Linked DNA regions of Triticum aestivum: region 1 is linked to region 2. The links are chromatin contacts, called in public Hi-C maps. All regions are on one chromosome and are shown on one strand. The core of a region is the stretch at or near the end of the contact, and the rest is flanking DNA. Distances in the headings are between cores, read along the strand shown. Region 1 holds the start of LOC123163909 (auxin-responsive protein SAUR36). Region 2 holds the start of LOC123165779.

Region 1 (4,755 bases), core at 748-3,247, 430 kb after region 2:
TCTCCTATAGGCTTGGAGTCAGGAACCTTGGGGGGTTGGCCAAGCAGTACTACTGTTATTAGGTTAAGACTTAAAAAACACCAATTACTTACATACATAAATACAGCTATGTTTCTACCACTAGTCTAGGGTGTTTAAATTCCACAGGATTTTGTCAAACTTCCCAATGGCTCTGTATGCATGCAGCCCAATCCTGTGCTTATTACCATACCACTATAGGGTTTATTGGTCACATGGCTTCAGGTGATACTCTTCAGGAAGGATCAACGGTTAAGATCTGAACATAAGTTTAAACCTTGCCAAGTAATTTGTCATCGATGTGGTTTGTTGTGCTTAAGCATTTTTCTGTTGAGAAGCTAAAAGAATTTGTTCCTGTTATGGTTTAGGAGGGAACGGACTGAAGATAAACACATCGTATTATCAGATCTAGGCTTTTCGTATTTGGAATGCTATTCTATGGATGAAATGAGGATATTCCTTGGTTGTGAATCTAATGTATATCTGGTAGGTGAACAAATGGTCCATGACTTACGCGTAGTAATCAATGACAGTAGTTGGTGAGCAAACAAGGCCATGAGTCTATGCATGCATTGTTCGCTACAATGGAGGCAATGTGATTTAAATTGGATAGTACTGGGCCAATTTGCAGTTGGCGCATGCACTCGTGGTCCTTGCAGAGGTCCTAGCTGAGACGTGGTGGTTAGATGGTTGGATACATGCATACTGCAGAAGTAGGTTACTTAGGATGTTCCGCAGGGGCTTCCTTGGATGATGAAGCTCATTTTTCTTATTTGAAACTTATGAAGGTCAGTCACTTCATGAGCTTCTCAGTGGTATACTAGCAAATATCAGTACTGCAGCCTGTAGGCTCCAGATTTTGTAGGAGGTTTACAGAAGCAGCACCTCTTGTTAATTGTGTATAAAGAATTGGATCTGCTGGTTTGGTACAGATTTTTTCCGACGTTAAATCCAGTTGGAAGGTCTTTCTTGATTCAAGCAACTTGCTTACAATTTCATACAGCATTTGGTATTGCAACTCACTTCTTTGATGGCATCCATACATAAAAGAATATTGTAGACTCTAAAACAGTACTCCCTTCTTCCTATAATATAATGTTATTACAACCTAGTAGTAACAATATAGTTTCTCTTCGTTTGTTTTGCCTTTTTGCCTTCGCTGTATAGACTCTAAAACGTGTGTCTTGGCGTTACTTGTAGTACAAAATGATATGTATGTAGATGCATTTGGGAATGAGAAAGAAAAAAAAAGTTGTTAGATATTGTTTCAATGTGGTAAGCTTGATCCTTGTATTCGAAATCACAATGTGATTATTCTTACATGCATCCATCTGTACATCCACGGGACAATTGGAAAAAAGCCGCACAGAAGTGTGCTCCAAAAGTACGTCCGGGAAAAAAAAGATGGAAGTTGAAAAAAGAAAGAAGCCGCAAGATCTTCATTTTTCAGGAGCTGTGCACAGCGAATTGCTGGTTAAGTCCGCTGTTTGGTTGCATCACTCTGCTTGGGCGGTGGCAAGTCGTCACTATGGAACTGAGGAGTGCCCTCTCAACATCTTGGGAGGCCTCTCTCCTTAGCAAACACATCACATATTCCATTGTCGTTGTATCACAAGGCAGCGTGATCCTCCCATCGCTTGTGAACCCAAACTCCTCCTGAGACATCCTCAGGAGCTCCTCGAAGACTGTTGTGCGGAGGCACACCAGGGGGATCTCGAACCGCCTCCCGTCGGAAGAGTAGACGACGAAGTGGCCCTTGCCTGCGACTGAGCTGCATGATGGGTGGATATCCTTGTCTGACGTTGCGAACCTTCGCCCGATGGCGCCAATGCCCTGCCACTTCTTGGAAAGTTGAGCTAGCTTCCTGGAGCTGATCATGGTTGCTTGTTTTGTTTCAAGGAGATGGGCTGTGACTCTGAGATGGAATGATCAGAGAAAAAAGTCGGTCTGTGTGTGTTTCTGTCGATGGTTTGTGCCATGATCATATATTTATAGTGGGCAGGTCTGGTGGGAAATCTGCATCTTCGTTTCCACAATTATCATAGATAGCAAATCGTCAGGGGACAAGACCATGAACTCCCTTGGTGGGATGTTCCTATCTGTACGTGGTTGCAACTTTGCAGGACTAAATGCGGGAAAGTATCCGGTGCTCCCAGCCTTGGGGTACTCCCGGTACTCCAATGTTAATAAACATTTTTTTAATGTTTCAAAAATTTCCGAAAAAACTGTGAATGTACCTACAAGCTCTAAAAATTTCAGGTCCAAACTTGAATCACACATTGAGAAAGAAAAATGTGAAATCTAGCATGAATAGTGTAAAGAAGAGACAAAAGCAACATTGACACTATTCAGATCTGTATCTCTCTTTTTTGTTTCTCAATCTACATTTCGATTTTGGACTTAAAATTTTTAGGTGATGTAGTGACATTCCTTGTGAACATTCTCATTTTTTCCCGGAAATTTTTGAAACATTTAAAAATTCCTTTTGACACTGGAGCATTGGGAGTACCCCAAGGCTGGGAGCACTGGATACTTTCCCGACTAAATGCATAGGACCACTGTCTCTCACACATGGTGGAGCCATCTTTGCTAGCTTGGTACGTGATAGTGGGTTCAGGTTTGAGATAGCTGTACAAGATAGTAGGACCCGTCCTTTAGTTTACTGAGAATTGTGTTTGAAGCAACGTACCTTATATTAGGTAATAAACATATTTACTAACTTGCTGCCCCTTCTGTGCGTTATTTTGCAGCTTTTGTTTTTCCAGTTATTTTTTTTACAAAAGCATTTTATGTTGCTTTTGCTGATTTCCCTCCTGCCCCTTTTTGTTTCAGGTGCTATGTGATTGGCTCAAGATGATTCAGCTATCATCATATTTTCTAGAATGGTGTGTAGTATAGAAATGTGCCGACAGTTAACTTGCAGCTTCGATCTGCCCTTGGGTGATACAATTAACCAGTAAACCACATTTCCCTTTGATTGTACTATGTTTCAGATACACAAGAACCTTGTGGTGTTCTAGTTGCCATAACAATATCACAGCATATTTAGATTAGGAAGACATTAATCACAAACAGCTTCACATCTGCCTCTTCATTTCTTAATCCTGATAGTATGGGTGTCTAAATTCCATAGGATGTCAATGAACTTTCTACAACTCTGTAAACATGCAATCCCGCTCTATTCATTGCCCATGACCTTGTAACTTCCAACAATGATCAATTTCAAATGCATTATACTACTTGATTTTAGCACTAAGAGTTTTCATTACTACTGTACACGATAAGTTTAATTAGTTAAATGGGCTCCCATGTCATGTTACAACTCTACTGAAGACCTCTTTAGGAGTTATAACAGAAGTTTAAACCTTGCCAAACAATGTTAGTGTGGTTTCTTGTCCCTGAGCTCTGCTTCTACCAACAAGCTAAAACAATGTGTTCTGGCCATTAAAAAGAATATTGTGGCTTGAGCGTTCAGAATGGTGTTAGCTTGTTAGGTTAACTTATGATCCATGACTTGCGTGTAATTTTGTTTTGACACCAGTTAGCAAAGCAGCAAGGCCATAAATCTGGTCATGCGATGTTGGCTGCAATAGAGGCAATGATTTGAACTGGATATCGGTGGGTCGACATGCAATTAGTGCATCGGGGTCCTTGTGGAGGCCAAAGTTGTTAGATGATTTGCGACGTAGTACGATAGGCAGTGGTACCATGTTGGGCAGAAGCATTATTCAGACAACTACTCAAGTCTGAGCTTTCGTCAACACGGAGGGGACATTTAGGACAGCGTCAGCTGGAGAGCCACCATCAAGTGGGTTCCTTGGGATGTTTCGTGCGACCTTCCGAAGCTTACTACATGGCCGTGGTACTGAGTACTGATCCGTGCGGTGGCTGAAAGACATGAGGGCAGGGGAGCATTGTAGGGCCTAGAGAGTTAAGAAGCAGCTTCCTTTGTTACGCATTAATTTGGTTAGGAAGGTCTTGGTTGGTTCAAGCAGCTTGGTGGACAATTCAATACGGCTGTTGTACCTTGTGGCCCGGCCCAATTGATTTCCAGCATCAATTCAGTTAGGAAGGTCTTGGTTGTGACGCGGTGCCCTCATTTCCTTGCTTCTTCCTGCATTCCTAACAGGCCTACAGAAATAGTGCAGCTAACATGGTTATCATCTCAACCAAATTCGTGGAAAACTGGAGATCATTTGGTACTGGCGCCAATTCTTTTGTCAATCGTTTCATCTCATTTTGTGCTGAAACAGGTTTCTTGATGGCATCTAGTGACGCACTTAGCAGATTCGTGAGTTGGCATATATAGTTTGTACTTTCTTACGCTTTATTTTGCATCGGAATTCGAGATTAAATCATATGCGAAGACTGGACGTTCAGATGATGGGCAGCAGTCAGAATGATGAAAAAAAAGCTTGTTATGTCTCTTGTTTCGTAACGTACTTCCATTTTCGCTCTTTGTTTTTGTGTCTAAACTTTTGGCTTGAAGGCCAAGATTCTGTTGAACCTGCTGTGGTTGGTTTCATTCGAACAGTATGAGACCCAGCAGGCTACTCCCTGGTGATCTAAAAATAGATACTCCCTCCGTCACGTAATGTAAGACGTTTTTTGACACTATACTAATGTCAAAAAACGTCCTATATTATGGGACGGAGGGAATAGATATTAAAGATGCATTTCCCGTGTTTATAATTTTTTCCTTTTGAGAAACTCACAGTGGTTTTCATTCATTTCCGA
Region 2 (4,856 bases), core at 1,069-3,568:
AAGTACTTACTTGACTGTGACATGTGAAGGATGTGCTTGCAGGTAGGTCTGCTCCTCGCAGCCAATCCCAGCTTCCCCATTGGTCAAAGATGAATGGTGTACATGTGCTTAGGGGACACTTTACCTTGGCAAGGAGGTTCTTTTGCGGACCGTGCACCGTCATGCTCCACGTGCGTCGAGTATCCAATCTCGTCAAACTGCCCAATGTTGACGATGTTGCTCTCCAGACGGGAAATTCGATACACGTTCTTTAATTCGCAGTGGTGGCTACCCGTCGCGGCGAACAAGATAATGCCTTGTCCACATACCTCCACCATAGAGTCCTCGCCGAACTTCACCGTGCCCATCACCATACTGCTTCATGTGGTCTGACGAAGACAGACACGTTGACAGTCATTTGGTTTGACACACCGATGTCGAGGTACCAGGGCACATCAACGTCACCAGGGGCATGCTGAAGCTTGATGCGAGCTCACTCTTCATTGAGGAAGAGGCGCTCGTACTCTGCCATGGCAGCTGGAACGGAGTTGCTGCAATGGCAACATTGGGCACGATTGCTACCATTGCAGCCTTTCGGGGCAAAAGCCATGCCATGGCAGGATTTCCTACCGCGATGACTGTTGATAAGGATGTTGTCATTGCAATGTTTTGGGCGATTCCGCTACCATGGCAGGACTTTGCGCTGTTGTGGCAAGGTGTGTTGTGCACTCCTGCAGCAGCAGCAGCAGCAGCAGCGTCGACTTCGTCGGCCTACACCAGGTGAGCCTCCTCCTGCTTCTTGCGGCAATCACTTGCCCAGTGGCCTAGCTTTCCACAATAGCGACACTTATCGCGGCCGCTGCTACTCGGCTGACCTTGGCTTTTGCGTCCGGCGCTGAACTTAGCGCGGGAGCACCCTCCACCACCACCACCACCACGGCAAGAGCTATTGTTGCCTGAGGTGTTGCTGCTGCCAGAGAACCCGCCTTGAATGTACCTATACTATCGCACAACCTACTGCTCCTCAGCTAGCACGAGGCAGTTGCCGCCCTGGCTAGATCCATCCAGCCTGTGTCGTACCTCTGCCGTGTTGAACCATCTCGTCAGCTCCTCGATGGAGAGTGCAGAGTGGTCAAACGGGGTCTATGTAGAGGGCGACATGCGAGTAGTGCGGCGAGACAGCCCAGAGAAATTTCTCCGAGGCTTCTTCCTGCAGCTAATCACCAAGTACTGCTAGATTGTTCATCATACCGTTGAGCCATAGGGCGAAATCATCGAAGAAGCTGCGGAAGTTTGAGTAGCGCATAACTACTCAACGGTATGAATTAGAAAACCTCATCGGAGTGCATAACTCTATGACCGCAACATACTAAGTTAGTAAGTGCACAGGCATTTGGCACTGCCTCTACCATTACCATCCTGATTTCCTCTAGACTAACGAAGCACCAGAATTGTTCTCTGACGGTAGAAAAGCCTAGAAATTCTCCTCTTTCGCATTGACAGAATAATAGTATTGTCTTATTGAAACGAGCTGTGCATAATGACTTGATCAAGAAAGACAGAGAGATCCAGAGTCCTCACCTAGCAGGTTTCTCGGTAGCCAGCCCCATCCCGTTCCACGGGAAGTTTCCCCCCTTTTCGTCAGCTTGCTCATTCGCCCTGGCACGTCCCCTCCTCTTGTTCCCCAACCTCCCAGGGTTCCCATACACGATCTTGCCGCATCCGGCCCTGGAGAAGCCCTCCCTCTCGTCCTCCATCCAATGCTTCCCCTTCCCCTCCCTCTCCCCCTCGACCTCTGCCCCTTCCACGACCTTCCTCCTCGCGGCGGCTGCGCTGGCCTTCCGCTCCCTCTCCCCGAGGATCGCGCCGATGGGGAAGATGTCGGGGGAAACGGAGAGCGGGGCCTGAAGAGTGACGTAGGCCTTCTTGTAGTCTGGCTTGGCGGCGAGGAAGGGCCCCCGGCGGTGCTTCTTGCCCTCCATGTTGAGGGTGCGGACTTCGGCGATGTTGAAGCCGTAGACGGACTCGAGACAGCGGCGGATGTCGACCTTGGAGGCGGAGGGGACGGTCCTGACAGCAAACTCCTGGACGGAGGATAGGGGCGCTGGGGGGAGCATGAGCTTGATGGGGAGGTTGGCGAAGTGGAGCACGCGGCGGCCCAGCCTGCTACCCATGGCCGGATGCGGCGGCGAAGGGTGGCCGGATGCGGCGGCGGAGGAGGGCGTAGGGTTTAGAGAGTGAAAATGGATCGGTTCGGGTTCAGCGGCTCAGGCGAAGGACTCGGGACAAGAGAGACTATTGGGCTTGCTTCGGCTGTAGCGACCAAAATGCCCACTAGCATTCACGGCATTGGGCGGGCCCAAGCGCACGGGAGACGACAGCCACATTTTATTGTTTCTTTTTCACGTTTTTAGTTTTCGTTTTCTGCTTTACTCTTTTACCTTTGTACGTTATAAATAAATATATTAACAAAACAATTACATTAAAACATTTGGAACCAATGCTAACCAAGTATTTGAAAAATATTAAATGTCTATAGAGAAAATGTTTCGCATCTATACAAAAAAATGTGTATGAAAAAAATGTTAATCAAGCATTTGAAAAAATGTTAAAATGTGTATTAAATTATTTAATCAAGCTTTTGAAAAATGTTAAAACTGTATAGAAATTTTTTCGACCATGTCTTCCAAAATATTAATCTTCCATTTGAAAAAAATGTTAATCAACCATTTGAAAATTGTTAATTGTGTATAAAAAAATGTTGACCTTGTATTGAAAAAATGTTAATCTTGTATTTCAAAAACTTTTATTCAAGCATTTTTTGCGTGGTATGTTAATCAAGCTTTTGAAAATGTTCAAAAATATGTTCAGAAATGTTTGCCATGTATTCTTGTACTGGAAAAATATTAATCAAGCATTTGAAAAATGTTTAAAATATGTATAGAAAAATGTTGGTCATGTATTCAACAATGATAAACTTGTGTTTCGAAAAATGTTGGGGTGTATTAGAAAAATGTTCTTGACACATTTGAAAATGTAGAATAAGATAATGAAACAAAGAAAAATAATAATGAAGCCCAAAAAAGAAACAAAGGAAACCAAAAAAAGAATAACCGAAGAAACAAGTGCAAAAGAATGAAAAAAGTGAAATCGATAAAGAAACAAAGAAAAAGAAAAGAAAATCGTTGAAAATGAAGATAAACAAAAAAAGAAAATGAGAAAGAAAAACAAAACTGATGAAACCATGAAAGAAGTAACAAAAACTAAAGAAAAAACAAAAACCGAATTATTGGGATCCATGAGAATGTCGGCAACTTTAAGGACACGATGGTAGAAGAACACTTCTGTTGAACAGACCCAACTGTTGTTATACTATGAGATACATTCATCAAAAGTTAACGGTTTATAACACAAAGAAAGTTAAACGTTTGCATAATTTCCTTGAGCATGAGAGTATCGAGTTCCTTCATACTTGCTTCCTGAACTTTGGGGTTTATTAAACGTCATCTGTAGCACGGTGGCTACTACAGCGGCTTATGGGTTCACGAAAAAGTATGACAACGGACTAGATAGCTCAAGATTGGGATTTGCTCCTCCGACGATGGAGAGATATTCTTGGGGCCCTCTCAGTGTTACAGTTTCCATCATCGTTTGGCCAGACACAGTGTGATTTGATCATAGGGATGCCAGGACACGGGAACAAGAAAAGAGAACAAAACTGGCGACGGAGAAATTGACATAGTGAACAAGTTGTTGATTCACGGCGATGCTGATAAATCTCGCCTCGGGTTTCTGTAACATATCGCGAAGCAATAGGAATATCACACTACTGCAGGATGCTGCTAACGCGACACTACGATCAAAGACCCTTTGACGAAACTGTGTGCGATGCATTAATCACAAACTGTGATGTAAAAAACCCGTCAAAAAAGATGCAAAATGTTTGCGATGAATGATACATCAAACACGGTTCAAATTTTAGTTGCATGTGTGATGAGGGGCATAAGGTTGATCTGTACGAACTGTTTACGATGAGACAGAACAACAGAAACGGGTAGCCAGATCAAGGTGTGTGCGATATACGGTATACAGTTCACTCTGATGAACTGTTTGCGATGATTGAGGTGAACACAAACGATTCGGTGTAACAAGATGTGTGTGATATCCGGCAAACAGGTCGATAATCAGAATTGTGTGCGATCATTATAGACAGCCCATACGGTCTTTTTTGTGAATTCTGTGCTCGTCAGGGCAAACAGTTCAACAAACCAACCTGTGGGCGATAATATAGAAGATCTCTGTCAAATACATATTACTGACCGTCTGTGATGAACAGGTCGATAATCAGAATTGTGTGCGATCATTATAGACAGCCCATACGATCTTTTTTTGTGAATTGTATGCTCGTCAGGGCAACACAGTTCAACAAACCAACCTGTGGGCCATAATGTAGAAGATCTCTGTCAAATACATATTACTGACCGTCTGCGATGAGATTGACAGGATAAACAGAGATATATACAGTCTGCTTAATTTAGTCCTTCTTGTTGTTGTTGTTGTTGGATGGCCCTGGGACATCGTCTTGGCGAGGACGCTTCTTGCCGTTGACCGTTGGCTTTTCATCGCCGTTGCCATCATCATCATCATTGCTGTCATCGTCCTCCTCCTCCTCGTTCGACCATTCCTCCTCCTCATCATCGTCGTCCTCTTCTTCGTCCTCCGACGGCTCATCGTCGTCTGGTTGTCGTCTGACGACTCCGGAGGTGGCGTCCCTTCCATGAACTGGATATAATCGAGGTCTGGGCTCGACGCCGGACTCATGGAAGACGAGCGGAATGATTCCGATGTTGACCTATCATCGGGCGCCAGACTGCTGG

What was found. A called contact is a pair of places that touch in the nucleus more often than the background predicts.
Region 1: a Hi-C map of leaf shows a contact between it and region 2, with 6 times the contacts expected there. The contact joins the promoter of LOC123163909 here to the promoter of LOC123165779 in region 2. A contact is called at or near these places in 2 of 5 Hi-C or Micro-C datasets (both in leaf).

The regions. Positions count from the first base shown.
Region 1 is chr7D:265,939,235-265,943,989 of IWGSC CS RefSeq v2.1, forward strand. LOC123163909 (auxin-responsive protein SAUR36) reads right to left here and starts at 1,998. Exons shown (of 1, transcript XM_044581315.1): 1 at 1,290-1,998. The coding sequence starts at 1,896. The coding sequence ends at 1,465. It overlaps LOC123163910 (a long non-coding RNA gene), which reads left to right. Exons shown (of 5, transcript XR_006482074.1): 3 at 2,851-2,974.
Region 2 is chr7D:265,512,392-265,517,247 of IWGSC CS RefSeq v2.1, forward strand. It overlaps LOC123165779, which reads right to left and starts at 2,319. Exons shown (of 2, transcript XM_044583511.1): 1 at 1,561-2,319. The coding sequence starts at 2,153.